3 separate regions of the Zea mays genome follow, and regions 1 and 2 are each linked to region 3. A link is a contact called in public Hi-C data. All regions are on one chromosome and are shown on one strand. Each heading gives the region's core, a stretch centred on a gene start, on an enhancer-like site or on the middle of the called end of the contact. The rest is flanking DNA. Distances are from core to core; before and after follow the strand shown.

The links. A called contact is a pair of places that touch in the nucleus more often than the background predicts.
Region 1: a Hi-C map of bundle sheath shows a contact between it and region 3, with 4 times the contacts expected there. The contact joins the promoter of LOC100284904 here to the promoter of LOC100281890 in region 3. A contact is called at or near these places in 7 of 25 Hi-C or Micro-C datasets (bundle sheath, ear, leaf and 2 more) and 1 of 3 datasets of contacts at active chromatin or transcription factors (leaf).
Region 2: a Hi-C map of tassel shows a contact between it and region 3, with 2.6 times the contacts expected there. The contact joins the promoter of LOC100384739 here to the promoter of LOC100281890 in region 3. A contact is called at or near these places in 2 of 25 Hi-C or Micro-C datasets (ear and tassel).

What each region holds. Positions count from the first base shown.
Region 1 is chr1:60,233,556-60,236,261 of Zm-B73-REFERENCE-NAM-5.0, forward strand. It overlaps LOC100284904 (beta-amylase), which reads left to right and starts at 1,296. Exons shown (of 2, transcript NM_001157799.2): 1 at 1,296-2,102; 2 at 2,211-2,706. The coding sequence starts at 1,380.
Region 2 is chr1:59,813,852-59,816,633 of Zm-B73-REFERENCE-NAM-5.0, forward strand. It overlaps LOC100384739 (putative nucleolar protein 5-1), which reads right to left and starts at 1,254. Exons shown (of 10, transcript XM_008657431.3): 1 at 995-1,254; 2 at 765-902; 3 at 607-648; 4 at 1-110. The coding sequence starts at 842.
Region 3 is chr1:60,004,528-60,007,337 of Zm-B73-REFERENCE-NAM-5.0, forward strand. It overlaps LOC100281890 (PCB2), which reads right to left and starts at 1,472. Exons shown (of 1, transcript NM_001154810.3): 1 at 1-1,472. The coding sequence starts at 1,339. The coding sequence ends at 134. LOC103634874 (a long non-coding RNA gene) reads left to right here and starts at 1,696. Exons shown (of 2, transcript XR_556976.3): 1 at 1,696-1,892; 2 at 2,787-2,810.

The DNA of each region.
Region 1 (2,706 bases), core at 46-2,545, 230 kb after region 3:
TCACGTCATGCCTTCATTGGGTCGTGTCGGCCCAAGCCCGACCCATATATTTGACCACATAAAATCAAAATATTACAACAACAAAAAGTTCATAACTTACTAAATTAAAGATATTAAAGAATCCTAGCATCATTTAACCACATAAACTCCAAATATCACAATAATATAAAGTCGATAGCCTACTAAATTAAAGGAATTAAACAATTTGGGCTTTATTGAACCGTGTCGGTCTAAGTTCGGCCCATCTGTGCGGGTCGTGTCGGGTGCCTTATAGGCTGGAATTTGAGGCCCGACCCAGACCCGTCTTCAAGCCGCGCTAGCCCGGTCCGTATTATTTCGTGTCGGGTCATGTTTTGGGCTCATGTTTTTGTACCATGCTCGTGCTGGCCAAAAAGCTCTACCCCATATTCCCAGCACTATGTGCAAGACCGACCGAACGCCGCAGTCCATTTCAACCCATGTTCGTGTATACATCTCATTTCAGTTTTTGAATTTTTGACATATAAGAGACGTGTCCACCACATCTTCCAGATCGGTTGGTGCTGGATCCATATCCAAAACCAGCCTCTCACATGGCTCGGACTCGGAAGCATGGCATGGCGCGGAAAGCCGTCGCCCGTCGCATGCAGAGCGCACGCAGGAAGCCCGGCAACGCGTCCTGGGCCCTGCCCCCAAGATCGGCGGCGAGGCGCGGTGAAACGGTGGCCACGAACGCGGCTCGCGCCAGCGATTCGGCGCCGCCCAGCCACACGCCCACACCAACACCACGTTCCACTTCCACGTACGCCGCCGCGGCAGCGACACACCGCACGCGCCCCGTACCCCAGTCCGCGGCCAGGCCTCGCCGGCGTCTGCGTGGCGCTGGCGCCTCCACGTTCCTACGTGCCACCCTTATCCACAAACCACAAGTAGTAATCCGTACTGTGCTCCCGATGGTGCCAACTGCCAAATGACGCGAAACGCCTTCGAACCGCCCCACGTTCCGAGGACAAGTGTCGGTCCCACACTCGTCTTTTCCAAGGGTAGTCCCACCACCTCGTCATTCGACGAATCAACCTGGCTGGGCGGCGCGGGGCGGGGCGGCGCGGGCGCGGCAAGATCTGACGCGATAGAACGGATGGGCCCCAGCCGTCAGTGGCTCGATAGAATCTAGCGGCGCAGGAAAACCCGGCGATAAACTTGAGCAGCACATGAGCTTGTGTGTTTTTTTGCGGCGCGCTGGCTCCCTGCGACGTGGCGCTGGCACCGGCCTACTGTCCATAAATACGCGCGCCCCGACGAATTGGGAGGGAAAATACACTACGACCACCACCAAGCGAACGAACCAACGATCGACGCTCCCCGACCAGCGTGGTGAACAGGACAGCAGTCAGCAGCCAATGGAGGCAGCACTGACGCAGCAGGCGGCAGCGACGGCGACGGCGACACCGACGAGGTGGCGGTGCGTGGGGGACGCGTCGCTGGCTAGCCATGGCCAGGGCCAGCAGCGAGCAGGCGCCGTCCGGCTCGGAGCGGCGCGGCGTGCGGTCAGCGGGGCTGTCCGGGCTAGCAGCAGCAGGCATCTGGGCCCCGTGCGGGCGCTCGTCTCCGAGGCCGCCGGCGGCGAGCGGGCGGCGGAGGGCGAGGGAATGGACACCGCGGTGAGGCTGTTCGTGGGCCTCCCCGCGGACGCGGTGGTCTCCGACGGCCGCGGCGTGGGCCGCCCCAGGGCCGTCTCGGCGGCGCTGCGCGCGCTCAAGCTGCTCGGCGTCGACGGCGTGGAGCTGCCGGTGTCCTGGGCCGTCGCGCAGCCCGGGCCCGGGGGCTGGTTCGAGTGGGCCGGGTACCGCGCCGTCGCCGCCATGGTCCGCGACGCGGGGCTCGACCTCCGCGTCTCGCTCCGCACCGACGGCGACGCGCTCCCCGGATGGGTGGCCGACGCGGCGGCCGCCGACCCCGACGTCCTCTTCACCGACCGCTCCGGCCACCGCCGCATGGGCTGCCTCTCCTTTGCCGTCGACGAGCTCCCCGTGCTCGTCGGCAAGTCGCCGCTCCAGGCCTACGAGGCCTTCTTCCGCAGCTTTGCTGAAGAGTTCGATGACTTGTTCGGGTCAACGATCACGGTAAGAGGAGCCCTGGTCCAGGAGGAGAACACACTTAAAATCTTTTTTGCGTTCTTTTAATTTGGGAAACTGAATCTTCTCTCTTTGGTTCGTTCGTTCATGGCACAGGATGTGACTATCAGCCTGGGTCCTAACGGCGAGCTACAGTACCCGTCATACCCGCCGGGGAACCAGGGTTCCCGTGGCTTCGACGGCGTCGGCGAGTTCCAGTGCTACGACAAGTACATGCTGGCACGGCTGAAGCGTCACGCCGAGTCGTCGGGGCAGCCACTGTGGGGCCTGTCGGGTCCACACGACGGGCCGCGGTACGACGACGAGTCGCCGGAGTCGTCCGCCTTCTTCAGAGAGCTGGGGGGCTCGTGGAAGTCGGCCTACGGGGAGTTCTTCCTGTCCTGGTACACCGGGGAGCTCCTGGCGCACGGCGACCGTGTCCTGGCCGCGGCGTCCAGCGCGTTCCGCGGCAAGCCCGTGGAGCTGTCCGCCAAGGTGCCACTCCTGCGAGGGCCGGGGACGGGCCCGAGCCCCGCGGACGCCACCGCGGGATTCCACGGCGGGTACGGCCCGGTCGCCGAGATGTTCGCGCGCCACGGTTGCGCGGTGATCG
Region 2 (2,782 bases), core at 4-2,503, 190 kb before region 3:
TGTAAGAACTTGCGCAGACCCTTGCTAGGCTTGCTATCAATAATAAGGGTTGCCGCAGATAGAGCATCAGATGTGTTCTCAAACTTATTGAAAGCCTTCAGCTCAACCACCTACAAGAAGTTCGTTGTTATTAGTCAGAACAGAAAACTAAAGGTGCAGAAGCAAACAATATAGCTTCGAAGACTCATCAAGTCATATTTTCTTTTTTCCTTGTTTCTTATTTTGCATTTGAAGGTAAACGGTTAAGTCTGTTTGGGACACAGTATGCATGATTTCTGAATGAATTAATCCATTATGCGCATATAATGGGTACCATTATGAAATAGCAGCACAAAATGACTAGGCGCTTTGTTGCTTGAAATGTGAAATGTTTGAAATGGCTTACAGAAAGCACATTCCAACACATATCCAGCTAAGCCACCCTAACCTAAGTAAAAGCTCATATTCTCGTGGCTAATCCACAGTGCCCCAACGGAATAGATGAGTTAAATCAATGACATTTGTTCAAAACGACAAATGCAAAATGTCATAACGTGAAAAATCCTACGTTGGGATTCTGGAAAAATAAATGCCGTTTGTCCTGCTAAGGTCAAGCGAATCACAAACCTTTCTTGCTGAGTCCGACGTCGTGAACTCCTTCCATAGATCCTGCCAACAGCAAGAACGCAGAGGCATAGCGCGCATTATCACTGACAGTTCATCAGAAAAGCACGGAGCAGACCAAATTTAACGAATCCAAAAAAATTGCAACGGCGGTGACTTACCTCGACCTTGTCGAGCTTACCCTCGTCGAGCACCTTGAATAGGGCGAAGCCCGCGGGGGTCTCAAAGAGCACCAACATCTCCGCCCACAACCAGTCCCCCGGTAAAACTGAGCTGAAACAACAGATACCCTCCCTAACCTGAATCGAACGAACGCGCAGGGAACCAAATCAGACAGAGGAAAACGTGCGCCAACCGGATCGAGCTGTTGAGGCGGCAGAAACCTTCCAACCTGGGGAAGATTCGGCGGTGGACAGCACGAGGCGACAAGGGGTCGCCTGCGGCGGCCGCGAGGCGAGAGGCGAGAAGGGGGGAAAGGTAGCCGCCGCGAGGCGAGAGGCGAGAAGGGGGGAAAGGTAGCCGCCGCGAGGCGAGAAAGGGGGTGAGGGAAAGGTAGCCGCCGCAAGGGTTTTAGCTCTGCTAGTGCAAAGGGCTTGGGGCTGGACAGCTGGAGTAATATATCGGAGAGGACAGAGCCACAAAGTGTCGCGGTGGCCCATCTGGCCGTTGGCTGAGCTGGACCGTGCTGCTGAACCGTCGGATGGTTTGCCTGGGGTTTTAGGTTTCCGGGACTTGCTAATTGCTGGGTCAAAACCAGGGATGACAATGGAAAATTACTCATCGGGAACGGGAATGACTTCCGTTGTAAGAAAAATTATCTATCTCTGTTCCTGCAAATATTTACGGGAGACTTTTTCTTTCATCTCTGTTCCCTTCAAGGAATTCATCCCTATGAAGATTTTGTCCCTATTAGAAAATACAATATTTAGTGATAAATTTAAGTTAATTATATTAAATCAATATAGAACAAACTATGTTTAAAATCATAAGAGACATCTTATTTAAATCTTAGTTTGTTATTTTATAATAGACTGTGCATTTATTTTTTAGTATAATTTAACATTAAAATAGAGTAATATAATCTCTACTATTATATAAGACCATAGTGTAGACGTACACACTTTTTTGGTGCACAGTTCTGCCTGTAGCCCGCTCCCTCTCGCGCCCGTGCTCTCTGCGCCCCCGCCTCGCTGATCCCGCCATCCCACCGCTCCAGTCCGTCGCCCGCGCCGCTGCTCCAAGGAAATTCCGCTCCAGACCGCCATACTCGAACCTTCCATGAACGCCCTCCTCTACTCCGCCCGTCTCCAATAGTGGAAGGTTGGCGAGGATCCGCGCACTGTCGTCATGGTTCCTTTTCTTCGCGCGACATCGACGGTGGGGAGGAGGTTGGGCGGATCGACGCGCCCTCCTCTGCTCCGCCCGTCTCCAATAGCAGAAGGTTGGGGACGATCTGCGCACCGCCATCATGGATCCTTGCCTGCGCGTGCCCTCCTCCCCATGTCGATCCGCCCCACCCTCCTCCCCACTGTCCCCGTCTCCGATAACAGAAGGTGGCCGAGGATCCGCGCCGACCCATCCGCGATATCAGCACCACCGTCATGGAAGGTTGCCGAGGCCGCCATCAACGCCATCCTCCCCACGTCGTCGATTGCGCGCGCAGGCAAAATCTTCGATGGCGCGCTCAGCTCCTCCCCACGCCGAATCTCCTTCTGCCATCAACGCGCTCCTCCATCCCCTTCCATTCCTGCATCGACCTCAGCAACCTCTGCCCACCTACGACTACAAATGGGGAGGCCTACAGTTGATCCCCCACATCTCTCCCCCAAGACGCAGATTCAACCACTGATCCCCAAGCCACAGATTCAACCAAGGTTCGTAAACTTTTACCAGTCGCGCTCCTCCATCCCCTTTCATTTCGGTTTCAGAAATTGCTGAATATTTCGTTCTCCATGGAGTTATGGAGGCATATACGTTCTTGCTGTTAGTTGGTGCTTATTCTCTTCTAAATATTTCGTTCCTTAATCAACTGCATCATGTTAACGAATTCATTAGTCCCTGATTCTCAGTAAACAACGAACAAACATTCTACAGTACCACATTGTTTTTGCAGTTCTCATTGTGTTGTGCAACAACCAAAATCAATCCACGGACATTCTAATTGTGGTTGTATTCCAGA
Region 3 (2,810 bases), core at 222-2,721:
ACTTTGGTATGATTGAATCGCGAGTCGTGTTTACATCATCAGCAAGTCAAAAAGCTCACATCTCTACAAGTACATTGTCGGCATATAATCTACTACAAGTTTCTTTCTCCCGGAAACTGGTAATGGAGAAGGCCTAGAAGATGGTCTGCTCGCCAAGCTCCTGCCCCGCCATCCCTTCCCTTATCACTCTTTGGAAGAACTGCTCGAGCGTGTCCTTGCCGTAGCTGGGCGTCTTCTCGTCGCTGTACTCCCCGGTCTCCGGGTCCAGCAACAGCATGCTCTCCGAGGCATAGTACCTGCCAATCTTGCCGAACTCGGCGGCGTCCTCCAACCCCGGGAACAGCTTGGCCAATCCATCGAGCACCCAGATAACGGCGTCCATGATCTGTATGGGCACCTTGATGAACTTGGGCTCGCGCCCGAGCAGCCGAAACAGCATCTCCCCCTGCTCCAGCGGCGTGAGCGCCTTCCCCGGCCCGCCAATGGGCAGCACCTTGTTGGCCTTGTCCTGGTCGTATATGCAGTCGGCGATGAAGGCGGCGAGGTCCTCCTCGCTGATGGGCTTGCAAGCGCAGAGCTTGCCGTCGCCGAACATGACGTACGGTTGGCCGTTCTTGACGATGTCGACCTGGCCGCCGAGGCTCTTGAAGAACGCCGTGGGGCGCACGACGCTGTAGGTGAAGGAGGGGTCCCGCGCGGCCTCCGCGGCCAGCTCCTCCTCGAACTTGAGCTTGGCGCGTTGGAACTCGAGGAGCGGCTTCTGGACGCAGATGGCGGAGAGAAGCACGAAGTGGGCGGCCCCGAGCCCGCGCGCGGCCTGGAGCGTGTGCAGCGTGGCGCGGTAGTCGACGCGCCACGAGTCCTGCACGCCGCCGCCGCGGCTGGCAAGGCAGCAGACCGCGGCGTGGACGGGCCCGTGCGGGGCGAGGTCCGCGAGCAGCGCGGCCGGGTCGGTGACGTCGGAGAAGACGACCTGGGCGGGGGCGAGGTCCGCGACGACATCATCGGGGGAGTTGCGGCCGCGGATGCCGCTCCGGGACCGCGCCACGGCGAGCACGCGGTGGCCCCGGCGGAGGAGCTCCCGGACGACGTAGCGGCCGATGTAGCCCGTGGCGCCCGTGACGAGGACCGTGGTCTCCGAGGCCGGCAGCGCGCGGTAGGGCTGCGCCGCCGAAGCCGGCGCGGGCGGTGAGACCGCGGAGGAGGCGAGGAGCGGGCCCCGGCCGCGGCGTCGGATGGCGGTCCCGGGGAAGGAGAGGAACCGCGGAGCGGGGCGGGTGGGCGACGGCGTGGCTGTACCGGTGGTTGGGAGGCGGGAGGATAGGAGGATGGTCGCCATGGTAGTGGCGGCGGGGGTGTTGGACGGAATGCGGGAGGCGGAACGGCGAGCGACGTGGACGGGAAGGAGGGAGATTGAGGGAGTGTCAGAGTGCGAGGAGCTGGACAGCGTTTGTGGCGGTGGCGAGGTCGGGGGGAATCCGGTGAGCAGAGCAGGGCAACAGATGGATCACATCACGTCAGCTGCGGGGTCGTTTCATTTGCGATCTTTTTTCCGACAGAAGACGAGGACTGTGGTTTTGGGCCCAAATCTTTCTCAGTCCATGGGCCGGTTCGCAGTCAAAGATTCCCACCACAGAACGTAGCCCATCAGAGCCCAACGTTCAGAAGCGTAATAAAGGCGAGACGTAGTGCTAGTGACTCTTCGCCTCTTCGGTCTCCGCAGAAGAAGCCCTAGCTTCCGCCGCCGCCGCCGTTTCTTACCTTGGTCTGCTGGGTGCTGCTGCGGCTTCTTTCAACCTCCAGAGACTTCCGACCTCCATCTCTCAACTAGGATCGCTCGGGGCACTGTTTCGTTCCTTTCTTTGTTTCCCCGTCGATCCGTTTTCATTGAGGTTTGATTCCTCCCGATTTTTCGCTTCCCTGTCGATACGTTTCAACATCTCCGGGGAGTTGGATAGATTTTCTCGTGTCCCCCCCTCTCGAACGCCTATTTTTCTCGTGTCCATATTCTAAACAGTTAAGCGACTATGGATTTTGCTGGATTGGTTTGATGTGCGGGTTGGCTTTCGATGTCGTTGCCGGTGATGACAGCGTATGGCATGAGTCTCGGTAACTATTTTGCGCTTCGGGTAATCTTTTGCCCGAGTTATCGGCGACTAAGATTAATGTGCCAAAATGCTAATCTGAGGCCAAACACATACTGCATTTTTTAATGCAACAAACATATTTTTGTACTCGGCTGGATTCTCATTGCTATATAGTTTACGCAAGTCTTTGCAGCATCATTCATTTGAGGGCGATCCACCTCATAAAGGTTGATGTGTTCGTATTCTGGATGGATTGTGTCGATGTCATATCTTTTTTTAAGAATATCTGAGGATTTTTGATACAGGAATGCTTTGAATCTGGATTTTTGTACCGTACAAGCGTTCAAAACTCGGGGACGGGGCCAAGGCTAGAATAATTTAAGTCCCTGGGTAGCCTAAGTTCCTCCTTTACTGCAGAAACTCTGAAAGGATGAGTTTACATGAAAACTAAAAAAATGCTTTTGTGAACTTAACTTCATTGAAATGCTATAATTAGTTCCTCGCAGTCAAGAACTTTTTAGAAAATCTTTAAAACATACACCTCAATTAAATATTCTCTAATGATGTACCTCAGACAAACATGTTCAAGGGCTTTATTCCCCTTTAACAAACAAACATGCTATAAGGTGGTCTCCAGTTTCTCGATCTGATTCACTATTTTAAACTGTATAATCTACATTACAATATAGTGTTTTGCAGGATCATGTATACTCTTTGCTGATC